Linked DNA regions of Mus musculus: region 2 is linked to region 1. The links are chromatin contacts, called in public Hi-C maps. All regions are on one chromosome and are shown on one strand. The core of a region is the stretch at or near the end of the contact, and the rest is flanking DNA. Distances in the headings are between cores, read along the strand shown. Region 1 has its middle 140 kb from the start of Otor. Region 2 holds the start of Pcsk2os2 (proprotein convertase subtilisin/kexin type 2, opposite strand 2).

What was found. A called contact is a pair of places that touch in the nucleus more often than the background predicts.
Region 2: a contact with region 1 is called in a Hi-C map of cerebral cortex, with 1.7 times the contacts expected there. The contact joins the promoter of Pcsk2os2 here to the enhancer-like site in region 1. A contact is called at or near these places in 6 of 39 promoter capture datasets (the 3T3-L1 cell line, cranial neural crest, embryonic stem cells and 2 more), 1 of 484 Hi-C or Micro-C datasets (cerebral cortex) and 1 of 9 other capture datasets (embryonic stem cells).

What each region holds. Positions count from the first base shown.
Region 1 is chr2:143,216,602-143,219,772 of GRCm38.p6, reverse strand. No RefSeq gene overlaps it. Among named protein-coding and RNA genes, the nearest start is that of Otor, 140 kb to the right of the region's middle. Within about 2 kb of position 1,497, at least 19 of the 459 cell types and tissues checked have an H3K27ac peak or open chromatin away from gene starts, as enhancers often do. A contact at or near this core is called in cerebral cortex and hippocampal neurons, where this site is marked.
Region 2 is chr2:143,787,659-143,790,829 of GRCm38.p6, reverse strand. It overlaps Pcsk2os2 (proprotein convertase subtilisin/kexin type 2, opposite strand 2), which reads left to right and starts at 1,644. Exons shown (of 3, transcript NR_040625.1): 1 at 1,644-2,973. The region is part of intron 8 of Pcsk2 (proprotein convertase subtilisin/kexin type 2); the gene reads right to left.

The sequences.
Region 1 (3,171 bases), core at 248-2,747:
TTTTCTAGACAAAGCAAAGCAAGGGCATATGCTTTGCACATGTGCCTCTCACTCATCTACCCAGAAATTCCATAATGGAGGTAGAAATGGTTCTCCTATGGGGAAAGACAAGAGACAGGAAAGTAAGAGGTGTACAGGAAGAGGGTGTGTGCTGTACCCACATTGGTTTGATCACAGAAGCCTGGTTAACATTATTATCCCATGTCAGCTCTTCAAACATACACATTCCCAGGCAGGGCATCATATACTCCCTCCTACAGCCCCATTCTCTGTTTTTCTCTTAGTTACATAACAGATATGGGCTTGTAATGTACAAAGCAGTACTCCAGAAGCAACAGACAATACAAAAGCAAGTCAGATGTTATCCTCCGTAAGCTCAATGACAATGGACCATCAGCCTGGGAAATAAGGAAGGCCTTATGGAGAAGAGGACCTGCATTTGACTTGAGGAACAGTTATTAGGGGAAGAACATGGGTAAAGGGATCAGAAAGTGGGAATCCAAAATGGGAGATTAGGTGCAAGGAAGACTGAGAATTGTGAGTTTTAGGTCAGCCTGGTACCTTGGTGAAACACTCTCCATAAAAGTGAAAATACAAAAAAAACCAAAAACAAAAACAAAAACATGGAAATCAGGAAGAAGGATGAAGAAAGGCTGAATGTACAACTGGCTCAACATGCGAAAAGTCCTGAATTCAAGAGGTGAATTTAAAAAGACACAGATGAGGACAGGACATAATAGCCATGGGTCATATTTGATAGTAACTTCATTACTGTGGTCAACATTTCAAAGTTCATTAGAGAGACAGCTGAAGGGCAGTTCAGTGCCTAAGGAGCAAGTAAAAAGATTTGCAGCTGTCAGCTAGGACACCATAATAAAACCTCACAAACACAGGCAAGGGAGCTTAAACAACACAATGTTATTTACTTATCACAGTTCTGGAAGCTGGAAGTCGAAGAAGAAGGTATTGCGTGGCCTCGTTTCCTCTGGCTTCTTTTCTGAGCTGGCACAGCAGACGCCTTTTATCTTTTATACCCATGTAGTCTAGCCTTTGTTCTATGTCCAAATATCTTTTTCTTAAGATGATACAAATCGGATGTCCTTTAATTGCTATCACTTTAACCCACTTGCTTCCTTACAGACTCTACTTCCAAACTCAGTCACAGTCTGAAACACGGGGGTTAGAACACATACATTTTCAGAGGACACACCAGCCCATACCATGGGGTAAGATGGAACATGAGGAGGACCTTGAGTGGTCACTTAAGAGGCTTTTCAGCAACCATGGCAGGCAATGGCCTCAGAAAGAGGCAAGAAAGTTCTATGATGAGCATTGATTGGCTGTCTTTATTCCTCAGGAGGAAGATCTCACTACCAAGAGTTCTGCAAAGCATGCAGGGAGAACAAAAAAGGCAGCTAGATTAACTCGCCAAGATCCCTGGACCCAAAGTCGTCACTTCTCACTGCCTCTCTGTAGAGAGAGGGTTGCTTCTGACAGCCCACCCACGCACAACAAAATGTCTCATTGCTCTGTGGGCTCCGTGCATTGGCATCACATCCCCTCATGCCTGGAATCTGAACCACCGCCAGGACATTCCTGAGTGACAGCTCCCATGAACTAATTATTAATGTTCTTGGCACTGAGGCTGGGTGGGCATTTATTCCCATTACTCAGGGCTGGTGATAGATGGGGATTTGCACAGGCTGCATAATTTCTTCATGTCTCCATAAGTCTCTGCCTTCTGCTGGCATTTTAAGGAATGTATTTTTACAGAAGTTGGCACTATTCAGTAATTTTCCAGGAGGGCACATTGCCCAGGCCAGATGGACATATTTTTTTTTCTGGTTCCAGCTGGTAAGTCCTGTTTGATAAGATCCTATCCCATCCTACTTGAACAAGGATGCACAATTTGCTTGCAAGTTGGGTAGTGAAAAATGACCCTAGTGGCAGGTTGTGACAGAGGGCTGAGGTGGGAGGGCCACCCTGGGAACTACAACTATTGCCAGAGTCAGAAGCTCCACAATCACAAACCTGATGAGTGCCAAGGAAGGGCATTTCTGTTTGAGCATACATTGTGGGGCAGGCTGTCTTGAAGCCCTAAAGAGTTTCTCCTTTATAGCATTGATATCTCTGTTCCTCTCTGAATCTTTCCATGGTTAGACAGAGAATCCTGACATGGTCAAGACATCACTACAGTGTCCAATTTTACTGCAATATGGGATCCTTTGCTATCTGTCATACAGAGCAGGTGTCAGCTCAGGTCTCCTTGCACATCATCCTCAGCAGGAGAGTGCACACCAAGCAGGCAGGTCGCATACCACTCTGGACATGGTGCCCAGTGCATGGCAAAGACCTCCTGGAAGATAGTCCTTGGGCTCTACATATGGCTTCGCTTCTCTCACTTTTTGATAAGCACGAGTCTAGAGGGACTGAGTCCAGGCAGCACTTTCGAAGAAAGCCACTTTACCTAAGAAGTAGTGCTGGGCACACCTTTGATCCCGACACTTGAGAAGCAGAGGCAGGCAGACTGAGTTCAAGGCCAGCCAGGTCTCCAGAGTGAGTTCCAGAACATCCAAGGTTACACAGAGAAACCCTGTCTGGAAAAAGCATTGGGGAAAGGGGGGAGTAATGGCACCATCAGTGAATAAACACACCTGACTTGTCTCTCCTTTCCTTCTCTGTAATTGGGCATAATTTTACATCTGTTGAATGTTGATCACTTTTATATCTTCTCCCCATCTGTTTCTCTTTCTGATCTGGAGTCTGTGTGTGTAAGAAAGTGGCCCCTCTCTGAATTCTCTCTACTCACGCATCTCATGTTTTCCTTCTGGTGAGGATCCTACGGCTGCACTCTGCCTAGCCATCTCTCTTGCTACAACCTCTTCACTGTTTTCCTGCCTTCCACCTGCTACCACTAACAACATGGTGGAAGCTTGACGATCTTCACATTCATCGGGCAATTATTTTGACTTTTACTGGAAGACAACAACAGAAAATTACTAAGAAACACGACTTGTTCCCAGTTAGCAGATATAAAAATGAAATGGAGTCAAGACTAAGTGGTGTGTTTGAGATACGGCTCTGGGAAGGAAAATCAGCTTGTGCTTTCTGAAACCTACCAAGGGAAAACAAATTCAATTCTGAGGAAGGCTTGAAAAAGGCTACTCAACC
Region 2 (3,171 bases), core at 395-2,894, 570 kb before region 1:
CAGCCCTCCCCCAAATGTGAGGCTTTACTGGGCTTCAGAGGATAAATCAGGACTGGTGTCCCTGAGTGCTCTGTGGCAGGAGGCATCCATCGCCTGCCGAGGCCCTGCCACTAGTGCCACTGTATCTGACCCACACTCTGATTAAATTTCAACAAGCAGCATCAGGGCTTGGCCTGGCCTGCACCTGATTAATCACCTTCTCCCAACCAGCCCTGTACACCTCCCTCCTGGATGGGCACTTGAGCCAGTCTCTTGTAAGGGACTCATCTTCATATATTCTAGTACAGAAACCCAATGCTTGTGCTATGCCCCATCCCCACTCAGTCTCATCAGCACCACAGAGGATTGTTGCAGATTGTCGCTAACTATTCCTAAACTAATTATTTACTCTTTCTAGTAGCAGTCCTTAGACGTGATTAATAATGGCGCTGAGATATAGTCATCGGAGCCAGCCAGAATGTTCCAGGCTACCTTGGATGTCTGTGTTCCCTTTATGAGAGAGAAGAACCTCACGAGTCCTGTCACCGTCAAGGTTCTCTCGTGTTGTCTGAATTCTTCCTCTGGTTGTCAGAGGAACGGAAGATGCTGGAGGATGAGATGCTGTGCTCTCTGATGGCTTGCTTGTCTGTTGCTTCACTCATCCTCCTGCAAGGACTGCATTCTTCCATCCACACAGTGAATCTCTGATTAGATTGTGCTTTAGCTGAGCTCCACTGACTGTGACAGGTGACAGATGGCATCCTCGATCCCCTGGACCTCAGAACCTCTTGTGTATGGTTACTTCCCAAGAGGCTGAAGGCTTCTCCATGAACCTGCTCTTTGGCTTTGACTGGTAGGGCACAGCCACTCCCCCCACCCCTCTTTTTAAATCTTAGCTCCTTTGCTAAGATAAATATACCTTTACTGTATGTTCTACGTGGATTTTTGATATCCCATGATTTTTATCGCTCATGTAGGTGACTGGCTTGAGTACATGGTCTGTACTGACCTTTTCTGGTTCTCGTTACACCTCCCTATTTGCTCCTGGTACTCACTTTGCCTCCCAAATAACATCAACTCAAATCCTGAATGTAGAGATAATCTCTTGTGCACTATGTTGACAATTCATCTGTTAATAAGAAGCTGATTGATCAGTGAGCTGAAGCAAAATTAGAAGATAGGACATCAGGAGGGGGGAGGGAGAGGAGGATGATTCAGGGATAGAGACAGGGGAAGAAGAGGTTCAGCCCCACACAAAGAGGAAGAGGTGGCATGTAACTGAGGACCAGCTAACCAGTCACATGGCAGAACATAGAAGAGAATGACAAGATTTAAGTCCTAAGCTAGTTAGGGAATGAGCCAAGGCTTTTGCCTAGGCACTTATTCATATATAAGAAGCTTCAAAGTTGTTATTTCGGGGAAGTTGGTGTAGGTGGAATGCTTGAGGTTACACCTGAACTTGAGTTCAACTCAAGTTCAGCTCAGATCTTAAACTCAAGTCTTGTCTCAGGGTTTGCTTTCGGGAGATCCCAAACTTACACTGTGTCCCAGTTAGGTTTCTATTGCTGTGATAAAACACTGTGACCAGGAGCAACTAGGGGAGGAAAGAGTTTGTCTCAGTTAACAATTTGTAGTCCCTCTTCCAGAGAAGTCAAGGCAGGAACTCAAGGCAGGACACTGGAGGCCATGGGGGACAGCTGCTTACCAGCTTGCTTTCCATGGTCTGCTCAGCCTGCTTCTGTCTAGCACCTACAGTGAGCTGGACCCTCCTGTATCAGTCACTACTTAAGAAAATGTACCATAGGCCTGCCTACAGGCCATTCTGGTGAAGCCATTATCTTGATGGTGGTCCTATCTTTTCAAATGTCTCTAGCTCATGGTCAAGGTAACACAAAACTAGCCAGCACAGGTAGAGATTAACCATGCAGAATCTCCGTTACCAACTTCCCAGCTATACTGTGAAAAACGCTTTAACTATAAACCGAATATGTACACTACAGAGTTAAAGAGGCAACAAACCAAGGGCAAAGAGGTCATTCTTTTCCTGGGATTCTGCAGACCAAACCCAGAGCCTTGTGATTGGCAGGAAAGCACTTGACCACCGAGACATGCCATCTGCTAGTCTCTTTCCTTCTGTCTTGCCTATTCTTTGATGCCTTTTCAAGCATTTACTGAAAAAAATTTAGAAGTGGCCCACTGACATTTCTAAAGATTCAAATAGATGAGGTTTGTGTGTGAAGCAGATGATAGGCACTTGTGAATGGCAAAGACTATGCCAAACAATGTGGGCACTGTTAAGAGTAGAGACCCATCTCTTCATCTCTTTCTCATTTCCATGGCTATTATATTCATAAAAAAGCCCCTTTGCAGAATGTTAATAGTCAAAGACAAATGTAAGAACTGCCTCTCAGTGATACTCACAGTCAGATTCCTGTGTGTGGATGATATCATCTTTCCCAGGTGGGTTTTTCTTTAGAGTAAGTCAAATAACTGATATAGAGGAGCCCTTTGCTTTTATATACTATGCTGTCACTTACAAAGCATCCCAAAACTGTCTAAAAAGTGTTATCTTGAAACAAAGCCCAGGAAAAAGTCAAATGAGAAAACATATTCCCCACTGCACGGTGCACTCTCCTCTCCAAAATATTTGCATGCTGTTGTCTGAAGGTAAGCCATGAAGATTTTTTTCTTCCTTTCCAGCAATCTTGGCATGTGATGCAGAGCCATCCCACTTGAGAAGGCTGTTCAGTTGCAGGCAGGGAGGTTACAGATGGAGCAAAGAGAAGGATCCAGCTCTGAGGTGTGACATTCTGAGGCATGGTAAATGACAGGAGCCGCCCAGGGATGCCCTGTTTCAATGAGATCTGCACTGCATATGTGGACAGAGGCATTTGTTGCAGACTTGCCTGACCCTTCCAGCTTTAGGTGCCAAAACACACCACATCCACTGTCATCTGGTCCTGGGTTGGAAGCATGCTTTTTGTCAATCATGAGGTGAGTCACGTGTTAAGAAGGCAAACTGCTGATGTGTCTAAATGTGCTTTGGCTACTTGAAACAGGGTAGCAATGCCACCTCCTGCCACCAGGTCCTATTGGTAAGCCTTTTTCCTGTGCCATCTAATGTCAGGGCCCTCCATACAGTTTTAGATTGGCTCAATTGCAATGGCAGATTGCCACAACCTTGCACCAGGG